Regions from separate parts of the Mus musculus genome. Here all the other regions are linked to region 2. Evidence: chromatin contacts called from public Hi-C and HiChIP or PLAC-seq data. All regions are on one chromosome and are shown on one strand. Each heading gives the region's core, a stretch centred on a gene start, on an enhancer-like site or on the middle of the called end of the contact. The rest is flanking DNA. Distances are from core to core; before and after follow the strand shown.

Evidence for each region. Hi-C and Micro-C count contacts between places; a contact is called where the count stands out from the background. HiChIP or PLAC-seq counts read pairs in DNA pulled down with a chosen protein or histone mark.
Region 1: an H3K27ac HiChIP or PLAC-seq map of thymic regulatory T cells shows a contact between it and region 2, with 8 times the contacts expected there. The contact joins the enhancer-like site here to the promoter of Dock2 in region 2. A contact is called at or near these places in 4 of 39 promoter capture datasets (the 3T3-L1 cell line, embryonic stem cells, hippocampal neurons and 1 more), 1 of 15 datasets of contacts at CTCF or cohesin (CD8 T cells), 5 of 484 Hi-C or Micro-C datasets (the Ba/F3 cell line, CD4 T cells, CD8 T cells and 2 more), 6 of 115 datasets of contacts at active chromatin or transcription factors (double positive thymocytes, embryonic stem cells, large pre-B cells and 2 more) and 1 of 9 other capture datasets (embryonic stem cells).
Region 3: a contact with region 2 is called in a Hi-C map of Th1 cells, with 5 times the contacts expected there. The contact joins the enhancer-like site here to the promoter of Dock2 in region 2. A contact is called at or near these places in 3 of 39 promoter capture datasets (embryonic stem cells, hippocampal neurons and pre-B cells), 2 of 484 Hi-C or Micro-C datasets (Th1 cells and natural killer cells), 10 of 115 datasets of contacts at active chromatin or transcription factors (CD8 T cells, Th17 cells, bone marrow-derived dendritic cells and 6 more) and 1 of 9 other capture datasets (adipose tissue).

The regions. Positions count from the first base shown.
Region 1 is chr11:33,938,171-33,941,078 of GRCm38.p6, reverse strand. It overlaps a transcript of Kcnip1 not described here. Among named protein-coding and RNA genes, the nearest start is that of Gm36395, 7.5 kb to the right of the region's middle. Within about 2 kb of position 1,353, at least 83 of the 459 cell types and tissues checked have an H3K27ac peak or open chromatin away from gene starts, as enhancers often do. A contact at or near this core is called in the Ba/F3 cell line, CD8 T cells, LSK cells and 4 more, where this site is marked.
Region 2 is chr11:34,782,633-34,785,505 of GRCm38.p6, reverse strand. It overlaps Dock2 (dedicator of cyto-kinesis 2), which reads left to right and starts at 1,601. Exons shown (of 52, transcript NM_033374.3): 1 at 1,601-1,725. The coding sequence starts at 1,683.
Region 3 is chr11:34,029,735-34,032,882 of GRCm38.p6, reverse strand. The region is part of intron 4 of 4930469K13Rik (RIKEN cDNA 4930469K13 gene); the gene reads left to right. Among named protein-coding and RNA genes, the nearest start is that of Lcp2, 16 kb to the left of the region's middle. Within about 2 kb of position 1,267, at least 117 of the 459 cell types and tissues checked have an H3K27ac peak or open chromatin away from gene starts, as enhancers often do. A contact at or near this core is called in CD8 T cells, Th1 cells, Th17 cells and 6 more, where this site is marked.

The DNA.
Region 1 (2,908 bases), core at 104-2,603, 840 kb after region 2:
TTTTCCATTGGTCCAGTCAGAACATAAGGAGAGGAACACCCATCTCTTCAAGTAGAGTAAGGAGAATCTGTAGTCCCTTTCTGAGTGTTCTGGCCAGACCAAGAACACCCTGACTCCTAAAGAAAGAGAACAGGTTTTCAACCATGAAGATAGACTGAGAACAAGGGTAAGCCAGTGATCCGCATGAGGGAACTGATCAGGATGGCCAGGAAAGCCTGTCATAATGTTCCAGACTGCCCTGATTGCCTGGAGATCCAAAGATCCTTAAGATAGCCACCTTAGCTTAGAAAGGACCCACTCACATTTACAGACTGCAGAGTTTTCCTAGGAAGAAACAAATACCAGAGTCACCCCATTCCGGAGCCCTTCTGAACATGTCCGCACACACCTGAACTTGCTTTCCCTCCCATCACAAGAGCAAGTGACAGACTGACTTAAAGAGACAAAGACCATGCAGATCCAGTCAACAGCAAACAGACAAATCACAGGTGGTCACCAAACATTCATTCATTCAACAAACCACACAGAGCCTGGACACACAGGCTGATCAGGCAAGTTCTGCAGACCAAACTTACCTCTGGAGGTGTTCAGAACAAATGACATCCAATTTGCTCTTGTGAGAGGCTGCATCCAGGTGCCACTGGAACATTCGGCAGCCTTTTGTCAGAAAGGATTTTCATGGGGCCCTAGAAAGTCTCAGGATGGGTGTCCTCTAAGAGTCCTCATTGCCTGTGCACTTTTCCCAACTCGTGGGGGTCAAGAGGCCTCTACATGTCTGGATTCAGTCTGGGATCCCAGTGGGACTTCTAAACTGTTACAGGAAGCTCACTAGAGATGACCACTCAGACACAATGTGTAGCCAATTAAGCCTTTATTCCAGAAGACTGGGACCACGCCCACGTGTTCAGGGGCTGAGGTATGGTCTGAGAGCATCCAAACCAAGGGGTTTTTTAAGGCAAAACCCTCATTCTGGCATCTTGTTCAGCAGCTGCAGAGGGAGGATAGAAGCGGGAGTGGGGTGGGGTGGGGTGGGGTGGGGTGGAGTGGGGACTTCACAGAGGAAGAAGTTCAAAGCAAGCAGTGTTAGCAGATGCTAAGATAAGTGGTTAGCTGGAGGAGGTTCTGCACAAACAGGCAGTTTTTTAACAAAAGTTAAGATAAGCTGGCTAGGAACTCAGTTCCTAGAACAGAGTTGGGTAATTTTCTATGGGATTCTTCATCAAGGAAGTCAGATTTTAGTTAAACTGGGAATGGCCTCAGCAAGAACACAAGATGGAGGAACCTCTGCACTGTCTTGCCTGGTCAGTTTCTTCCTCACTTAACACATGGCATGTACCAAGCTACAGTAGCTATTGGCCAGTAGATGGTGTGATCTATCAGCTCATCAAATAACCTCGTGTGAGCGAGCATGACTACATACCAAGTCTGACATGTGTATTTCCTGGGGAAGTCGTCAGTAGATACATGGCTTATCTCATAATCAATGGCTTCTCATGACTAAGGAAAGGTAGCCTGGAGATTTTCAAGGAGAGGACTCAAGACCCTGGCAAATGGTGTAGTAAGGAAGCAAAACTGACCACTTAGCTGAGGGTTACTCCAGGATGTGACCAATGAATTTTTAACAAAGAAGTCAACACCCTAGGGAGGCGGGCTTCTTTGAAATCCATTTTAAAAAGCTCTGCCTGATACTATTGGTAACTTACAGAACATGAATCAGAATCCACCTGGGCATCCCTGAATTTACAATGGCCTATACCTCACATCTCCACCTAGACCACAACGCTTCCTGAGGGCAGAGCGAAGCTCACAGAGTCACTCTACCTGCATCCTGCTGCTGCAGAGAGGCTCCTGCCATGCCACTGCAGACTTAAGGGTGAAGATTACACTGTTGCTCAAAACCCAGCGTCATCTTCAGCAGGGAGGTGACAGTGACTTTCTTCACAGTGATGTCTAGTTAAGGAGCTGGCCCTCCCAGCAAGCGTATGCTTGACTCACAAAGCAGCTCAGCTGTGTGGCTTCAGGCAAGCTGCCTCATTTGCTGAGCTGCTGCGCCACAGATCTTATCCTCCTCCGTGGTACAGGAAGAGAAAGCGCTTCTGACTGCACATAAACCCAGGGACCGACTACGGACAGAGCAGATACTCTAAAGAACAAAAGGGCACCAGCAGCTGCTGATGTTACCTGGTTAAATGAAGTCAACTTGAAATCCCAGCAGAGGCCATCAACCAGAGGAAGAGTGGAGAGGGGGAAGGGCAGAGCTTATGAAGGAAGGCTGGAGAAAGGGCTGTGAGTGGCTTATGGAAGTTCCCTACCCCTGAGGCCTGGCTTAGAGCAGGGCTGTGTGGTGTAGGAGCTGTTTATTAACCCTTAGGGAATCTCTACAATTTAGCCTGTAATCTGCTTCCCTCCCCCTTCCCCCTCCAAACACCTACTGAGTATATGCTCTTTGTCAAATAATTCCCCAGGAGTCAAGTAGCCTGGATTTTTGAGAGTATAAACAGACTTATTCAGCAACCCACACAGAACAGGTAGAAAACACCTGTCAGAACCACATTAATGTTCTGAAGTCACTCTCTCCCCCCCACCCCCCAACACACACATACACCCTTCATAGCAGCCAGACAAAAAGCAAGTGGTTGCCCACCCAGTGAAGGCCTTCTTTCCCTCTCGGCCTGCAGAGAGCATTATAGGGAAAATTTTTCAGATAGTTGTTTTGTTTTTTGTTTTTTGTTTTTGTTTTGTTTTGTTTTGTTTTTGGTTTTCAAGACAGGGTTTCTCTGTGTAGCCCTGGCTGTCCTGGAACTCACTTTGTAGACCAGGCTGGCCTCAAACTCAGAAATCCACCTGCCTCTGCCTCCCGAATGTTGGGATGAAAGGCGTTAGCCACCACTGCCCGGCATTGCAGATA
Region 2 (2,873 bases), core at 352-2,851:
TGCTTGTGGATCAGATATAAGTGTTCTACTACTGCTCCAGCCCTATGTCTTCCTGCCTGCTCTCATGGTCCCTGCCAAGATGATCATGGATGGTACCACGCTCTTGAACTGTAAGCCCTAAATTAAATGCTTTCTTTGTAAGTTGCCTTGGTCATGGTCAGTGTTTTGTCACAACAACAAAAAATGTTACTAAGTAATGAATATTAAATGCATACACACATTCTCCTGGCTTTGATCTTTCCACAAAGCTGTGATATAGCTGCTTACTGTGGCTGCTGCTGCTGTGCTGTGCTGTCTTCCAAATCTTCTAGCTCTTACAAGGGCCACTAGAACACTTGTGACTATTCCCAAGAGATTCCCCAAGATTTGGCCTGTTGCCAAGGGAGAGTGGGGGAGTCATTAGAACCCCTTCTGGGATTTCAGCCAGTCCTTTCTGAGTGTCTCTGGCAGCTGCATGTAACTTTGTCTCAGGCATACATAGTCACATGGTCTGAGAGGTGACAGAGTGTGTGATGGATTAATGAAAGAGGAGACTATACCTATGCAGCTATGGGGAAGTTCTCATCCAATGTGGGGTGAGACATTTTAGTGATGTAGCTGTTTTGGGGTTCACCTATGCTCCTTTAAGTAACCCCTCAGTTGTGTTCCTAGAAGCAAATTCAACGAACTCTTTGATTTCCCAACCTAGACTTGAGAGGAGTCATTGCTAAGGTCTGTCATTAGAGCCCTATCTGTGGTGGGTAGAGGGTTTCATGTGTTCCTAGGGAAAAGTAATCTAACAGATGCACCCAACTTGTGCTGTCAGAAACTGAAAAGCCAATAAATTAAAATGAAAGAAAATTGGTATTTTGTGAAAACTGTCAGTAGTGATTTTGCCTGGTCTTTCCTAATGTGTCTGGGGTAGGGCAGAAAGAGGTTATGGGAAATGGTAATAAAGAAAGAAAATTCAAGGAGACTTAGATCATTGTGATGGTAGCCCTGAGAGATATTTTCCTCTTCAATTGAATCTATTCCAAGAGCAAACTTCAGGTTTGTGGGGAAATGTCTGTCTAATTCACCCTGGCTGTCTCTTGCCCTGCCCACGCTTGCTGGTGGTGAAGGTGCCCAGACCTGCTGGTGTGCCTGAGTAGTGTTAGAGGGAGGCTTCTGGGCTGGCATCGGATTCCCAGTTGGGTTCATGGCACAGAAAGGATGCTAACTAAAGTGACCCCATCTCTAGCGTGTCACTCACTGAGTACAGGTTCTTCTCTAATCCTCAGGAAAAGCAGGTGAAGGGGCAATCTTACCCCATCTTCCTGATGAAGAACCCGAAACACCGAGAAATGAAGATCAGCCCCCAAAGCTCATGCTTAGTCACTAACAGGGTTCAGAAGTCAGGGAAACTCTACCCTCGCGGTCTGGGTTGGCTTTAAGTACCTGTATGCCTTGTAGCCACTTTCCTCCGGAAGAGACAAATGAGGGTGGTCTCCAAATTTTGAAGGCAATCTTCTAGCCCTTGGCTGTGTGTGCCCCTGCTGGAGAAGAAGGGGGAGGAGGGAGTGGGGACCCAGAGGAGGGGAAGGCGGACCTTGAGAGAGAGAGAGTTTAAAAAGAGGAAGGAAGTGGGGCCCTGCAAGGCGCCTAACCACCCCAGCCAGCTTCTTCACTAGAGAACAGGAGGCTCTCAAGGCTCCGGTCTTGCCATGGCCCCCTGGCGCAAAACTGACAAGGAGCGTCACGGAGTGGGTAGGTGTGGGCAAGTGTGGGCACTGGGTCTGCGCTGCGGCAGAGGGCAGGTGGCTGGAGGCAGATGTGATGGGACCTGCAGGATGGGTGAGGGCAGGGCGGGCCATGCTAACTTATGGTCTGGAACGCAGTGCTTTCTCTCTGCTGCAGTCGCCGGGTTGAAGGAGAAAATGAAGGCAGAGAAAGTATATTCTTGCCTTCAGCCTCTCCCAAGTGCTTGCTCACACATCCTTAAGATGAGGTGGCCCCGCAGCTCTGTGTACCAGACTTTGCTTTGCACAGAGCACTCTCCATTAGCCAGTCTTCAAGCCACCATGGCTCTGTCCATCTCGTTTGCTGGTTTGCTCTCGGTCAGGTGACTCTGATCTAACTGCTCTAATATCCCAGGTATCCAGTTTGGGGCCGGGACAAAGCCAATGGGGTCTTTCATTAGAGCTTTTGAGAGAGTGAGTCCTGTCAAATTATCGGAGAAAACAGCCTCATCAGCTTCAGCCATCTAAGCTCCCAGAAGCCTCTGCTTCAAACTGGGGGCGGAAGTGGTGGCTGGGGGAAGGGAGGTGTCAGGTAATGTGACTCTAAGTGGCACCAGTGATGCAATCCTGCCAACTCTAAGTGAGAATTTAAAGGTTGACTGGGGGATTTCCATACTGCCAGATCGCAGATCTCCCCAAGAGAGGATGCTTCAACAGGCCGGGCCTGAGGCAGCTCAGAGGTGGGAGTGATAGATGCAGGGTGTGTGTGTGTATTCATGAGCCACAGTTTGAGAGTGGCTACTTTGGGGGTTCTCAGATCTATCCATCCTCTACAGGCAAGCATTTGGCACTGTGAGGCACTTTGAGATGAAAAGTCCCCAGCAGAGAACTGACAAGTCATATCTGCAAGGGGTCTCAGGTTCTCCATCCATAAAATGGGAAGTTTGAATTTGACTCAATAAAGGCTCCTTTAAAAGTTCAAAACTTCTCCAACTCCGGCCTTTCCACCTGGGGTATCCCCACTAGCAATTTATACAGGAACAGAAGGACTGTGAAAAGGGCAGGGGATGTGGGCGGGGCAACCTTGTGTCTTAGGGCAAATTAGCTGGCCTGGAGAAGCACGCTCAGAAAGGAAGGGCTCTTAAATCTGCTGTGAGGGGAGGCAAGGGTGTGGTG
Region 3 (3,148 bases), core at 18-2,517, 750 kb after region 2:
CCTCTTGCTGCATGAAAACATGCAAAGGACCTCTCTTTGTAAAGCCAAATGGAGAGGTAGAGGGGCTTTTACAACTGAGGAATTCCTGCAGCAACTCGTGAATTCATTAGGCCACAGGCCATTCAAGACCCTATCTCTCCCAAAGGCTCTCACTTCTCCAATAACACTAGCATGTGGTTTGAGGATTATGTTCTTCATACATGAAACTTGGGATCCCATCTAAGCATAGCTCCGGGCTTTGCTTCCCATCTGTGTGGTGATAGAGGGGTCCTTAAACTTGACCGTCCTACTCTTCCCCCCTTCCTGAGAAACGGGGCATGCCTCCCCTGCTTGCTGTCCAACCTGGTCTCTCACTCCATCCCACAGCAAAAGCCTCCCTTTCCTGAATAACAGAACAATTAAGAACCCTTTAGAATGTCGGATGCACTCTGGGCATTTTGCAACCCCACAGTGCTGCATATCCCCATCACAGTCAGAACGCTGACTCTGTGGTAGCCGCTGAGGGTTAGACATGAAGTTGGGCTCAGCCCTAGCGTCTGAATCTAACTCTGAGCTTTTCTTTACCCTGTGTACACTCCTTGTTTGCTTGTCTGTTCGTTTGGCAAGTTTTCAGTTGAATCACACTGTATTATAAGGCATTTTCCTAAGCACTTAGGTTATGGCAATGAACAGGCCGACAAGGTTCCACCCTCAGAGAAATTAGCTTCCCACTCAAGCAAAGAGAGAGATGAGCACAAGGTAGCTGTAACCATCAAGCTATGCCGAAGAAAACTGGCCACTGTGCCAATGCAAGCACAATGGGGGCTTCTTGGAGGATTGGATGATCGGGACGTGTTTCCTCCTGCTGACGGGTACCATATATAGCTGGGTGAAAACTCTCCCTGGAAGGTTGGGTCTGGGGAGTAAGATAGGGCATCGGGAAAGGGAGGGGGGCGTGGCTTTGCCTGGAGACTCCCGCAAGCATTATAAGTCTCCGGAGCTAGCCACTTTTCCACTTTTGCCCCCTTTCCCACTGTAACTGGCTGAGCGCCCTAACAAGTTTGTCTTCTGCCCCCACACAAGACCAAGGAGGCTTTTTGTAATCAGGGCAGAGACACCAGTCATGGCTACCTGCTGCTGCTGCATGCCTGTAAACTCTGCCAAGAAGTTACTTGTCTTTCTCTGCTGTTTCAGTGCTGTGGGGTGCCTTCCACCACCTCTGCCCATAGCCTTTGACCTACATCCTCCCTGTCTACTCACCCCTCCTCCCCGCCTGATTGAAAAGTTGGTTAGCTCTGCTCGTTGGTTCCGAGGCTGATCTGATAGCGCTCATAGGCTGCAGCCCTCCTGCCAAGGACTCTGGGAAAGTTCACTTCCTCTTTCAACTTCTCAGCATATAGGGATCTTTCCAGATATGATGGCTCTTCAACTTCCTCTTTCTTTCTTCTAAACAGCTTGACCCCGTGGGGGATTTATGGGTTCAGTAAGGGTTAGAGGGTCAGAAGTACACCAGATGAGTTAAGAACACCCTTCAAGTACTCAGAGACTGAGAGACTAAGCTCCCTCTGCATAACACAGCAAGTGGCACAGGGATTTCTGCACTTCCGGGAAACCTCTGAGATACCTGTTTAGAATGTAGTGTGTCCTTGTCCCTTTTCTACAGCATTGAAATGGGTCGGAAGGTATGGGAGGAAGATAGAGGGGGTCAATAGAGGAAGCTGGCCTTGCATATATTCACCAGTCATATCCCTTCTAGCTGTCTGTGACTTATTTCATTTGCACAACATTATGTTTTTTTGTGTGTTTTTCGTTTTGTTTTGTTTTTTGTTTTGTTTTGTTTTTGTATGCAGAAGTAAAACATAACCATTATGGAAACATTAAAGTACAGAGGTGGAAAAAAATCAGAACAATAATAAAAACGCTGCCATTTCACTTCATAAAAGAAAAATTTCTCACTATTTTAAAAGATGTGTGTGTGTGTGTGTGTGTGTGTGTGTGTGTGTGTGGCATGCACTGCTATCTATAAAGATGCCTGTGTAGGTCATAAGAGGGTACCTGATTCCTTGGAATTTGAGTGACAGGTGGCTGTGAGCCCCTGGCATGGCTGATGAGAACCAAGCTTGGGTTCTTTGGAAGAGCAGCAAGGACTTTGAACTGCTGATCCATCTCTCCAGCCTCAGCCTTTCTCACTTCTCAAATGAGATAGCACTTTTCACGCAGTTCTCTAACAGTGAACAACTTTAGACAGCGGTAGCAGCATTCATTTGGGCAAAGGACAACTCGTGAGCCTGCAGAACTCAAAAGCAGCTGAGAGTCAGAGGCTGAGCAGATCACAGTATGAGGGACTGAGAGTCAGAGGCTGAGCAGATCACAGTATGAGAGGGACTGAGAGTCAGAGGCTGAGCAGATCACAGTATGAGAGGGACTGAGAGTCAGAGGCTGAGCAGATCACAGTATGAGGGACTGGGAGTCAGAGGCTGAGCAGATCACAGTATGAGAGGGACTGAGAGTCAGAGGCTGAGCAGATCACAGTATGAGGGACTGAGAGTCAGAGGCTGAGCAGATCACAGTATGAGAGGGACTGAGAGTCAGAGGCTGAGCAGATCACAGTATGAGAGGGACTGAGAGTCAGAGGCTGAGCAGATCACAGTATGAGGGACTGAGAGTCAGAGGCTGAGCAGATCACAGTATGAGAGGGACTGAGAGTCAGAGGCTGAGCAGATCACAGTATGAGGGACTGAGAGTCAGAGGCTGAGCAGATCACAGTATGAGGGACTGAGAGTCAGAGGCTGAGCAGATCACAGTATGAGGGACTGGGAGTCAGAGAGTAAGCAGATCACAGTATGAGGGACTGAGAGTCAGAGGCTGAGCAGATCACAATATGAGAGGGACTGAGAGTCAGAGGCTGAGCAGATCACAGTATGAGGGACTGAGAGTCAGAGGCTGAGCAGATCACAATATGAGGGACTGGACTTTAGAAGCCAGATACAAAAGGAAAGCAGAGGGATTACCCGATTGGCTACAGCTGAATGCTTCGTGACACGATGGCTACCTCTGATCAGTTAAAACTCAGCTGTTTACGATTGGCTGAAACCTGGCCAACTATTACCAAAACCTAAAAGTAAAAATGGCTCTTAGGCTTCAGTTTGTCTATATACCAAGCTACCGT